2 separate regions of the Anser cygnoides genome follow, and region 1 is linked to region 2. A link is a contact called in public Hi-C data. All regions are on one chromosome and are shown on one strand. Each heading gives the region's core, a stretch centred on a gene start, on an enhancer-like site or on the middle of the called end of the contact. The rest is flanking DNA. Distances are from core to core; before and after follow the strand shown.

Evidence for each region. A called contact is a pair of places that touch in the nucleus more often than the background predicts.
Region 1: a contact with region 2 is called in a Hi-C map of liver, with 13 times the contacts expected there. The contact joins two enhancer-like sites. A contact is called at or near these places in 2 of 7 Hi-C or Micro-C datasets (both in liver).

Annotation. Positions count from the first base shown.
Region 1 is chr10:21,382,240-21,387,472 of Taihu_goose_T2T_genome, reverse strand. It overlaps IQSEC1 (IQ motif and Sec7 domain ArfGEF 1), which reads left to right. Exons shown (of 17, transcript XM_013187648.3): 5 at 4,124-4,406. Among named protein-coding and RNA genes, the nearest start is that of ACAD9, 63 kb to the right of the region's middle. Within about 2 kb of position 2,937, at least 3 of the 3 cell types and tissues checked have open chromatin away from gene starts, as enhancers often do. A contact at or near this core is called in liver, where this site is marked.
Region 2 is chr10:21,146,933-21,152,509 of Taihu_goose_T2T_genome, reverse strand. All of the region lies in intron 1 of LOC106040055 (a long non-coding RNA gene), which reads right to left. It overlaps RAB43 (RAB43, member RAS oncogene family), which reads left to right. Exons shown (of 3, transcript XM_048046188.2): 3 at 1-1,097. Among named protein-coding and RNA genes, the nearest start is that of RAB43, 16 kb to the left of the region's middle. Within about 2 kb of position 3,294, at least 2 of the 3 cell types and tissues checked have open chromatin away from gene starts, as enhancers often do. A contact at or near this core is called in liver, where this site is marked.

The DNA.
Region 1 (5,233 bases), core at 1,688-4,187, 240 kb before region 2:
TTGGGCAGTAGACAGAGGGAAGAAGGAAGACAGAGCTTTTTCTTATTAGGTAATTCTTGAGGCAAACTCATCACCTGAATAGTGGGAAGTAACTGTAAAACAACCGCCAGCAAAACAGACCTCAGCTTAGTTAGCAACAGCCTCTACTTTACATTTTGTCATTTGGATCTATTGTTTGCTACTTTAGTCCAAAGATATAGCTACATTCTGTGTTGCTCAGCTTTTACGTCTAGGCACATCACTTTGAAAAGCAGCTTTTTGGCAGCCACTGCCTGCGCATTGGTATTGCTCCGATTCAGAGAGAGCAGCGAGCTGTGAGCATGGTGCTGTTCGAGCTCAGCGCACATCACGGGTGAACGCGGACCTTGCTGCGCTGTGGGGGACTCCGAGCTCACTGCCCTGCTGATGAAGAGAACAGATCTTACGTGCTTGCACATATCTCACCTCAGTTGATGCATTTTAATTTAAAATTGTTTGCAGTGTGTCGCCCAGCTCTTGCAGGAAGTCTAAAGCCACACAGATGTAAAAGAGAAGAGAATGCCTCAATCCATCTATCTTTGGTACTTAATACTGGTTTATATTAGTTAGAAAAAGTAAAGTTAATCTGTTTTTTGCCAGTAGTTGTACATATCCATTGGGATATGTCAAAAATCCTGTACTCGATCTCTTTCCATTTTTCTCTAAGCTTTTCATATTCCCAATTGTTCCTTGATTCGGTGTGTTTTTTAATAGTAATACAAATTGAGGTCTATGCAGGCAGAAACTGCCTGTGACAATTTCTGATTAAAAGAACCTGCTTCAGACAGTACTGGTCACGCTTTCAGAAAAATGATTTAGATGTTCAAGGAAGCAAAGTTTTTCTATGACTGTTTTAAAGTTTTGTTCATGCAAAGTCAAGTTATTAGTACTAATTATTTTTAAATATTTAATTTCTATTTTCACCATTTAGATGCTTCATTCTCTGTTTCTCTGTAAAATACTGGCAAACAACCTTTCTCTTTTTCTAACTTGTCGCATAATGAATCTTTGTTTTCTGCTGAGGCAGGAGGGTGACATTGCAATTGAAGTTTTAAAAATAACAGGTTGATGACAACTGCTCTGCCTTCTCCTGAATTGAATACTTGCTGCATCGCTGTTCTCCCTAGTAGTACGCAGTTGTAAATTGCAGGGGAGATGAACCAAATTTGTCTGTAAGTTTCTCTGAGTACTGAAATTATCAGTAATTCTACTGGACATGTATGGATACTGGCAGATGCCTCAAATCAGAGACCTTTATTAAGAAGTTCTTATTAATTCTACTAGAGACTGGGTCGGTGTTATGTCGTTGTCCGTTTTTGCAGTGCACGTAAGGTACTAAATTTCTCATCCATATGGGGAAGTGTAAGGAAGTAGTGCTGGAGAAGTGTCTAACTATCCCCTAGCCATAGGGGGACTTACTCTTACCAATGTTGCAAGCTAGGAACAGTGTCCCTGATAGTTTTGTCTGTTGGCCTTTCTAGTGCAAGGGTAGACAAAAGAAGCTTCTAACCCTGCAGTGACTGGCTCTGTTTTGAAGCCAAGGTACCTTTTTGAGCATACAGTCTTTCAAACAGACATGGGCAGGGTCATTGTGAATGGCGAACTCCTGCTGCACGATGCTCTGCGTGCACTTCCTCCACAGCAGAGCAATCATCTTTTGTCGGCACCAGAACTTCACGCAAGTAATATTTCTTGAAATATTTTTCCTTTCCAAACATATGTAGTCATAATAAGAAGAAAGCAAGCTGGTTTTCTTTGTCACTGGAGCTGCATTTTTATGAAATCACTCGTGTGAAGCTTCAGCTCTTCTTAAATTAACGGACAAGGAAGACGGCATGGGAAAGAGCCCTCAATACACAGTACCAGTTGTGCATTCTCGTTTGCTTTAAAGGGCTGCCCTACTGCTGTGCAGGAGGCTGCATGTTGTAAAAGATAATTACTTCCCTGCTTCAAAGGTCAGACATGTGATGGCAGGGAATAGGCCTGTGAGCAAAACAAGATCAAGCAGTACAACTCATTTATGGTTCTTATTTCTGCCTGGAAAAAGTATGAAAGAAAACTAAAAACAGAGAAGAAACCCCTAGCTTTAATCAGAACCTTGGGTAGACCCACTTCCATTTTTTTTTCCTGATCAGGGCAGTATTATTTCTCTTGAGAAAAGGCTAAGTGATCCGTTGAGGGTATCATTATTAAGATGTCATTGTGAGATTGTAATCAACGTGGCAGGGTTATTATTAAATAGGTCACATTTTAGGGGAGGGGAAGGCAAAAAAGTCACAGATCCTAAGAAGGGGGACATGGTGATAATTCCTGACTTCCTATTTATTTAGACTGGATTATAAAACAAATTCACCGTGTGCGTATGAAAAGTTCTTACAAATAGGATTTTAATCAGGAACCTGGGATGTACAAAATAGTGTGGCCTCTTAGTTCAGCAGCAGAACAGAGGAATATGTTTTAGTATTTAAAGAGAGAGTGAAGCATTTTTAGAATAGTATAAATTTAAGAAATGGCTACTTTAGAGAGAAAAAGTTGTTTGTTTTTAATGAGTGGCTACACAGTTTCAATGTCACTAGCAAAACTCTGGATAATTTATCATTTTTAAGTTGAAAGCCAGCTGTGTCATTGAGCAAAAGGGATTTTGTTTCCTGTCAGCTTCCTTTTTGGAAAAAGTGATGTGTGTAGACTGAAAATATTTCCAGCTCGGGTAAAGTATGTTTGAAAATACCTTTTGGATAGAGTCATATTTTGATGGGCAAAGAAAGAAAAGCTTCAGTTCTACATGTTTATAGAAATGTTTTGAGAAATCGAAGGGTCTTTTTTCTCCTGCACTTTGAAAAGTACACAGCGTGCAGGCGAGGAGAGTTCTGACAGTGTTAACCTTGATCTCTCCTGGCACTGCAGTCTGGTGCAGAGTGCTCTTTCAGAAGTCGCTCCGTACTTTGAACTGCTGAAGGGACTGCTGTGGTGTGTGTGTGTAGCGAGGATCACAGCATTTCATTTCCGAGACACAACAGAAGGGCTTTATTTTTTATGTTTGTATGTATGTGAATGAAAGCAGTATGTGAAACAGAAGGTACTGTGGGAGCATGTGGAATTGTGTATGCCTTTAGAGTTTTGACGTAGAAACAGGTAGAGGGTGAACAAAAGGTAGGGGAAGTACTGCAAGCACTGCTGTTTGTGCGTGTGTGGAGGAGTGTTGCAAAGTCTTTGAGTGATTAAAAAAAAATCAAAATTATTTTTTTATCAATGCTCTCTGTACACAGGATGAGGCACATAGTAAGAACTTATGCAAAATGTGAAAAAAAGATACTGTGGAAGGGAGCAGGTACACTATTGCAATGTGAGAATGTCCTGCTGCAAATATCAAAGAAAAACAAATTACCATTAAAAAGTCATCAGTGCTTCAAGATAAAGCTTGGCTAGGATTCAGTTTTAAAATGTTTCCTATTGTGTGCAGCCCTTTAATATGAAGGTTTGATTTTTTTTTCTTTATTTTATTCCATAGCAGTAGCAGCATTAATGTGAAAAGAAAGTATTTCATTTGCCAGATAGCTCCTATTGTGTATTCCCTACCTGGAACTATTTTACTTTCATTAGCCAGAAACACTGTCCCTTGGGATACTTTACTATAAAGCATGCCAAAAGTATCCCAAGGGATCAATCTCTCACTAGCAGATAAATAAATGAGATTTCTGTTGTAGTTATTTTTTCCAAACTTTAGGTTTGAGAAACATAGTAGCTCTTCTTCTTCATAGTAGTTCTTCTAAGAAATGGAGTGTTTTCATTTACTTTACACAGCAGTTGCTAAGTGAGTTACTTAGCATGTATAAAGCTAAATAATGCTTGAAATCTCCATTCGCCTGCTTGACTAACCTTCTAAAGGTGACCTTTGCAAAAAAAAAATAGAGACTTGCTTAAATTTCAGTGAAAACTGTGGTATTTTACATCATTATCTACATTACCCTGTAATAACTAGTTCATATGAATTTGAATAACGTGCTGGATGGCAGCATAAAAAGCAAAACTGTGCTATTTGTTTACAGAGGATTTTGGTATACAGTACTCACCTGAGGATTTTCCTGTCTTTTTATTGTCTGTCTAGTGTTGAGGGTGAAGCTCCAAGCAGTGAAACTGGCACGTCTTTGGATAGCCCATCAGCTTACCACCAAGGACCGATAACACACAGCTCAGCTATAAGCCCAGACCATTACGATCATTCTGCTTACGGGCTGTATTCCGTCTCCCCGGGACAACAGAGATCTCGGAGGCCGAAACTTCAGCACTCGACATCCATACTACGAAAACAAGCAGAGGAAGAAGCTATTAAAAGGTCAAGATCACTTTCTGAGAGCTATGAACTCTCTTCAGACCTACAGGATAAGCAGGTATTTGAGCTTTTTTTTTTTTTTTAACCTCATTTATGACAATGGCAACATGTTTGTCAGCTGGGAAAAAGGTTTTTTCAGCATCATTTCAGTTAGAATACTGAAAATACTGTTTTTTCCCTGCAACCAGCTTAGTTCAAAGTGAGCATTTCTGAACTTTTAAAGTCTTTCCATGTCCTACCCTCTGAAAGAACACCAACTATTACGTTAATAGCGTTAAAAGTAAAAACTATCAGGAACTGTGATTCATGCTTGAGACTAGTACTGTTTAGAAGAATGTAATAATGCAAAATGGTTTTCTAAGAAAATCAGTCATTTTGAAATCTGGATATCTTTGTTGCTCCTGAAGGAAGGGAAGAGCCTACTACTGCTGATATTCCCTCACGTCTGTGGGATGAATTCAGGGTCTTAATTAGTTTCTACCCAACCACATACTCCCATATGCCTTACAAAGAACTACATGCAGGCTATGTAAATATTCAAAGCCTTTGTCCCTAACAAGGCGTTTCTGCAATATGTTAATGTCAGTCAGCCTCAGCCATTCCTTTTAAGCTTTATTCTGAATGTAGTCCTATTTGAAAGATGTTTATTGCCGTGTATTTTCCATATTCAACATTTGATTTCCACATCTAACAATTGAAATCAATGCTGTAATACCTTACTACCGTAAGGATGCACTGGATTTTACTGATAGATGAACAACAGCCAAGGCACCAATGCATGTGTTTGTTTTTTTGTTAGATTTCTCTTGTCACACAATATTTTATGTGCTGTGAATCATCGTGGTGTAGTGCATAGTCCCTCCAACTTGTATGTTAAGATGGACG
Region 2 (5,577 bases), core at 2,045-4,544:
TTTAAGTTATCATTTTAATAGATTGCAAAATCACCCTGAGCGATATCACCACTTGCTGTCAAGCAGGGTTGGACCAGTTTAGTTATTTTAAATACAGTCTTGAGGAGAGGGTAGGTGTATTGCATTTGTTATTGTTTGCACAGGGATAGCTCCCTTTTTCAAGTGGGTATCATTGATTTTTTTCCCTCAAGTCTATCAGTTTCATTTGAAATTACAGACCTGTGCCACTGGAAACAGCAACTGGAGAAACCTTGAACTGTATGGTGGCTGTGATCTCTTGCCATGTGCCTAATGGCCATATACAGGGTTAATTCTGGTCGTACATTTGGTATTAGGTTACCCAAGTGTTCACTGATTAAGTGGCATAAGTAGGATTTGGTTGGTTGGATGGATTTTAACCGTCTTTTTAAATACAACATGGGTGTGTATTTGGAAAGAAGACTTCAGAATAGCAGAAAACTGCATGCCCTGCAACTTCTTGGTTGTAAGAGTCTAGCATCTTGAGTGATTACCTCCCACCTTTGTACTCATCTGCATCTCTCCCTGTCACAAGTTACTAATTGCTCTTTATTTCTTGAAAACTCAGCAGGGAATTTCTTTAACTGTTGATCAGAAGTCTACATTGTTAAGTAAAACAGATCTCATAACCCAACTACATATAGTTGCCTTTAAGATTCAGCTCTGTACTGCATGTTGTAGATACAGTCCAAGTACTGGTGGCAGCAGCCCTTCCTGGATTTACACTCTCAAGCACCTTACAAACTTGGATTTGCAAAGGGAGCAGAAGCAGGTTTATTTTTAAATCTGCTGTTAAAGTAAAGGTGTTCAGAGGTGCAAGTGATTTCTGCAATCCTCATTCTTTAAAGGAGCTCATTTACAGAAAGCACTCACTTGAACTGAAGTCACTTGTCCCTTTTGAAAATCTTGATCAAAAAGGACCAGGTGGATTGGTTTGCTACTAGGGCTACACTTGTCTTTAGCCATTCAACATATCCAGTATCATGAAAATCTGGAAGATTTAAGAAAGGGCTAATGGATCCTAATTTCAATACTATTCATTTTCATACAGAAAATATTAAATCATTCTTTGGACTTCCTGTTTGTGTTTTTTGTTTGTTTTGTTTTTAACTATGAAGTAGATTATTGAAGAGTTGCATATGTTTTGTGGCCTGTTTGCTCCTAATCTAAGGGAATAGTTTTCAAGTTTTATAGTTGTAAGAGTGAAAGGGCTTTACATTTTTCGATTAGCATAGTTTTCACATTTCTAATGTTTTATGTGGGAGGGCAGGTTAAGCTGCAGTATTCAGTAGTATTTTTGGATAGTTTTCCAGGACATTCCCAGCTCTCCTACATCCAAAGATTACAGGCAGTAAGTGCTCAGCAGTAGGTAAAAACTGAAAATGAGAATTGTCCAAACTCTAGATTTGCTATCACAAATCCTGTACTCCACTCCCAGGAGAACCTGTGAAGACAGTCCAAGCCAAAATACAGTCCTGGTTACTGTTTTTCTTCTTGCTTAGGTGGACCTTAAGCTACAGAATACTAGCAAGCATTTGACTCTTGACATGTTATAGTTTACATCTGCAGGTCACAGTCCTGCAGTTCTGCACGCATGAACGTGGACCCTCAGATAAGCTCAGCCTCCCAGTATTTGCAGGAGTAGTGCCAAATTATTTAAGCCATGCTGATAAAATTTGATGTGCATTTAAGAACAGTATGGCTACTGCTCAAGTTGAAATCAGTAGTTTACACAGTAACTCATCTTAAAGCTGGAGCAAGATGTAAAAGGAGCATAGATCTTACTTCCAGTGAGATCAGTGAATGATTGTGTTTTTACAGTAGATGGAGAAATGAGGAAGTACTGATCCATTCCCTTAATTTTGGGTTTCATTTAGTACATTAGCAGAATTAGACCAAGCACTAGACTTTTCCTTAGAATTTGCCCCTATTTCTCTCTTAAGCTAGTGTTGAAGGTTGAGATTCTGCCTGCAGGTTCATCTGTTTCAGTCACAACACATGAAATACAGAGTCAGTGATTTGTTCGCTGCGTTTTCAAATGATGGCACCCACCAGTTGAGGTTAGTTTTCATTTTGCTGCAAAAAGACTAAGACTACGGATGGCTTCAGGTCAGCTTTGTTTTCTAACTCTTGACTCTTCCACATTATAACAAGTGTAATACAAGTTGCTGTGTTGTACCTAACTGAACAAAAAAGAACAAAGAAATAGATGGAAGACTTGTTTTTTTTTTCAGGCTAGCAGCAGATGTGAGTGACACAACCTGACAGCTTGAGCTGTCAGTAGTAAGAGGCTATTTCGCTATTTCAATTACAGTTTCTTGTTCTGTTGGTAATAGCACAGTACTCACTAGATTGATAGCTTCTTAACCAGAAATACATTAGACAGTAAACAGAACTTCACTCCCCTTCTGAAGACTTTTGTTAGATCCATCACTTGCACACATAGCTATGTAATTCAAGTAGTAGGAAGCCCCTCGTGTTGGTTCAATTCCATTAGTCCTATTGGAAACAAAAGGCTACCTGGATGAAGAGAGTGAGTAGCAATAAACCTGAGGTTTACAGGTAAAAAAAAATATTTCACCTCTCCGGTTATAAATGTGCACTGATGTACATCAAGTGAATAACTCAGCAGCACATGACCAGAGTTCATAGCGTAAACATTTGCCAAGAATCCTGTTTACTGGCAGTTGAACATTAACAAGACTATGGTGCAGTAATAGCTTTTAAGCAGACCTCCTTGGCTGACCATGTATTTGCATTAATATGTATCATTTGGTTTTGGCAGTACCCAAAGTGTGCAAAATATTACATAAACACAGAAGGGAACATTGATCCCTGCCCTGTAACAATTAAGAGTGGAATGCAGAGGCAAATACTGAAATGAAATCATCAGCAGAATGTGGTTCCCGGAGTGTGGGCAGTTATCCTTTGTATTGATTTGTGATTTAAGCTAATTTTATCTCCGGTTACTCATCCAGTCTGTCATGGATGGAATTTTTACAAATATTTATTATGTAAATATTATATCATATAAATGTCAGCCCAGAAACCTGCTAATATTTGTTTTGCAAAACAAATTAAAAAAAAAAAAACAGAGGAAAAGTCCTAATGACTTTATCACTCTCCCTGTAGTGGAAAGCAGGTCACTTTGTGGTGGGAGTAACTACAAACGTGAATGAAGCCCAGCTAACACTGCATAGATTTCTTAGAGCTTCATGGAAAGTTGGACTCTTTCTCATTTTTTTTTTGACTTCAGAGAAGATTGGATTTATTTGAAAAATAGAGCTGATTGTCATGTGTTGCACATGTTACCGCAGTAAAGGCATTACATTCTGTAGATACTCAAGCAGTAGTACACTTAAATAACATTAAAGCCTTTCCTTGATGCTTCCTTGTCATATATTGTTCCACTGAGATTTACACCTGCATTATTTAGTCTCCTAGCCTGCCAACTTGTGTCCAGTTGATCATTTGAATGTTTTTGGCCATCTCACGCCAATACCGAGGGAACTGGGATGAGATAACGTATTAGTTTCCCTTCATGGAATTGTTTTTCTTAGTGCTATAATGTGAGTCTCTTTAAATTTTGGATGCATTTATATGTTATTTCATTAGTAGAAATCATTTAGCTTTATACATCGTACTTCCAAAACATTTCTATATTAACAGACCACTGAAGTTTACCCTATTGCCTCATTTTGTGTAAACACACTAGAAGAAAATGAAAATGAGAACGATAGGTGCTTTGTGAAACTGAAATAAGGTTGCTCTCCTTTTGATACCTTCCAACCTTGGAGAGCGCTCAGTTTAACCCATCAGTCATTTTCTGTGGAGACTTCACAGAAACAAACCAGGTTCTGGGTAGAACGAGCCATGAGTAAAGAGCTGGGGAAAATCCAAGGAAATGGGAGCAAGTATGTGTACTTTTGTGAAGAGGTAGTTTTCCCGTGACTCGCTTCACCACAGGAGTTTATGATCACCACGTAGCTTGTATTCCCACCCTTGTGGTTCACGTACTAAGGCAATTAGAAAAGAGAGCAACAGATCAATGACGTGGGTAGTTCATAGTGGAATTGAAAGGAGACAAATCCCAGGGTTTAGGCTAATCATCCTAAACACTTTGTATCATTTGAGAAAGGGTAACTGGTTTTTTTGATCAGCTGAAAGGCATTTTAGATTTACAAATTGGCAATAAAATATGCCATATTGTTAACCCCTACAGACTAATAGTTACATTTTACTACAGTTCCATGAATTATGGTGACTTCAAGAGTCACAGAACAGAGTCCTTGGTCTGTTTTGGTCTGTTCTCAGATTTGACATTTCTTTTCCTCCATAGAAGATGACATTCATAGATTTGGGAAATACTCAGTTTTAATTTTGTAGTATCTTTTGGTGCTGACCATCCTACTGGGATTTTGGTCTGAGAAAAGATTCCTGGGTGTGTTAGTTTTTGCTGGCCAGGTCATGTTAGATTTCTTTCAGCTCTACTAAATTAAGTTTTAGAGCTATTCAAAGCAGCAAAAATCTCAGATGTAAGCACTAAAATGCAGTCCCCACTGTGTACTTTAGGGAAAAACAAACAAACAAACTATCCCATAACTAGGTGTTCTGATTTCCAGCACAAGTTTAGCCCTCTGTATCCTTTTTATCATTTCATTTTAGTTTACTCAGAAAAGAGCAAGGTTACAAAATTAAAACAGACCAAGGCAAAGGGGTATTTGCCTTACATGGAATTGTTGCCAGAGCTTAGATGAAAAGAGACGGCACACATCCTATCCAATTTTAGATATCAGTCATATTAAAGAACCACTAAATGATAAAAATGCACTTCAAAAGAATTATTCAAACGAAAAAGGGTTGTGATTTTTTTTTAACTGTCTTTTAAACAAGGATTTCACCATGAATACTGATACAGGCAGTTACCCCTGTCACATTTGTAACTTTAGGTGTGACTGAAGGCAGACTGTCAACAACTGCCCTCAGTCAATGGCCAGTGGAAAGCAAGCAAACAGAGTAAGTTCACAAGAATGAGAAAAGTGAAGGCTTGAGTTAGTCAAAAAGGATTTTATGCTTTGCCTTGTTAAATCTGGTAGGTTTAGTCAATGCTTACTCAGTTCAGAGAACTAATTCCCTTCCCAAAGGTAAAATAATAACCTATACAAGTAGCTACCATTTTTCCTGCTTTTGCTTTTGTTTTTAGATAAATTTGGCAGCTGTCTATACAGTGGACTGATAAACTAGCTAAGCATATGGTAACAGACTCTGTCCTCCAGGGACATCCTCTGAGAATCTTTAGGAGATTGGATTCAATGTCACCGGGATCACAGATTGATAACAAAATTATTGAGGCTCTTTATCTTTAAAAGGTCATTTTCCATGTTTGTTTTGCAAGACATTTTTAGACTTCAGTTGAGTTACTTTCAGTTTGATTATTGAATTGAACTGAACTGCTGACACTGATTTCTACTTTCTTTCTGCCTCAAATTTACCAGAAAACTTGTCACAAATCTCTAAAGGGCCACCAGATATAACCACTATAACCAACAGGGGTTTTGT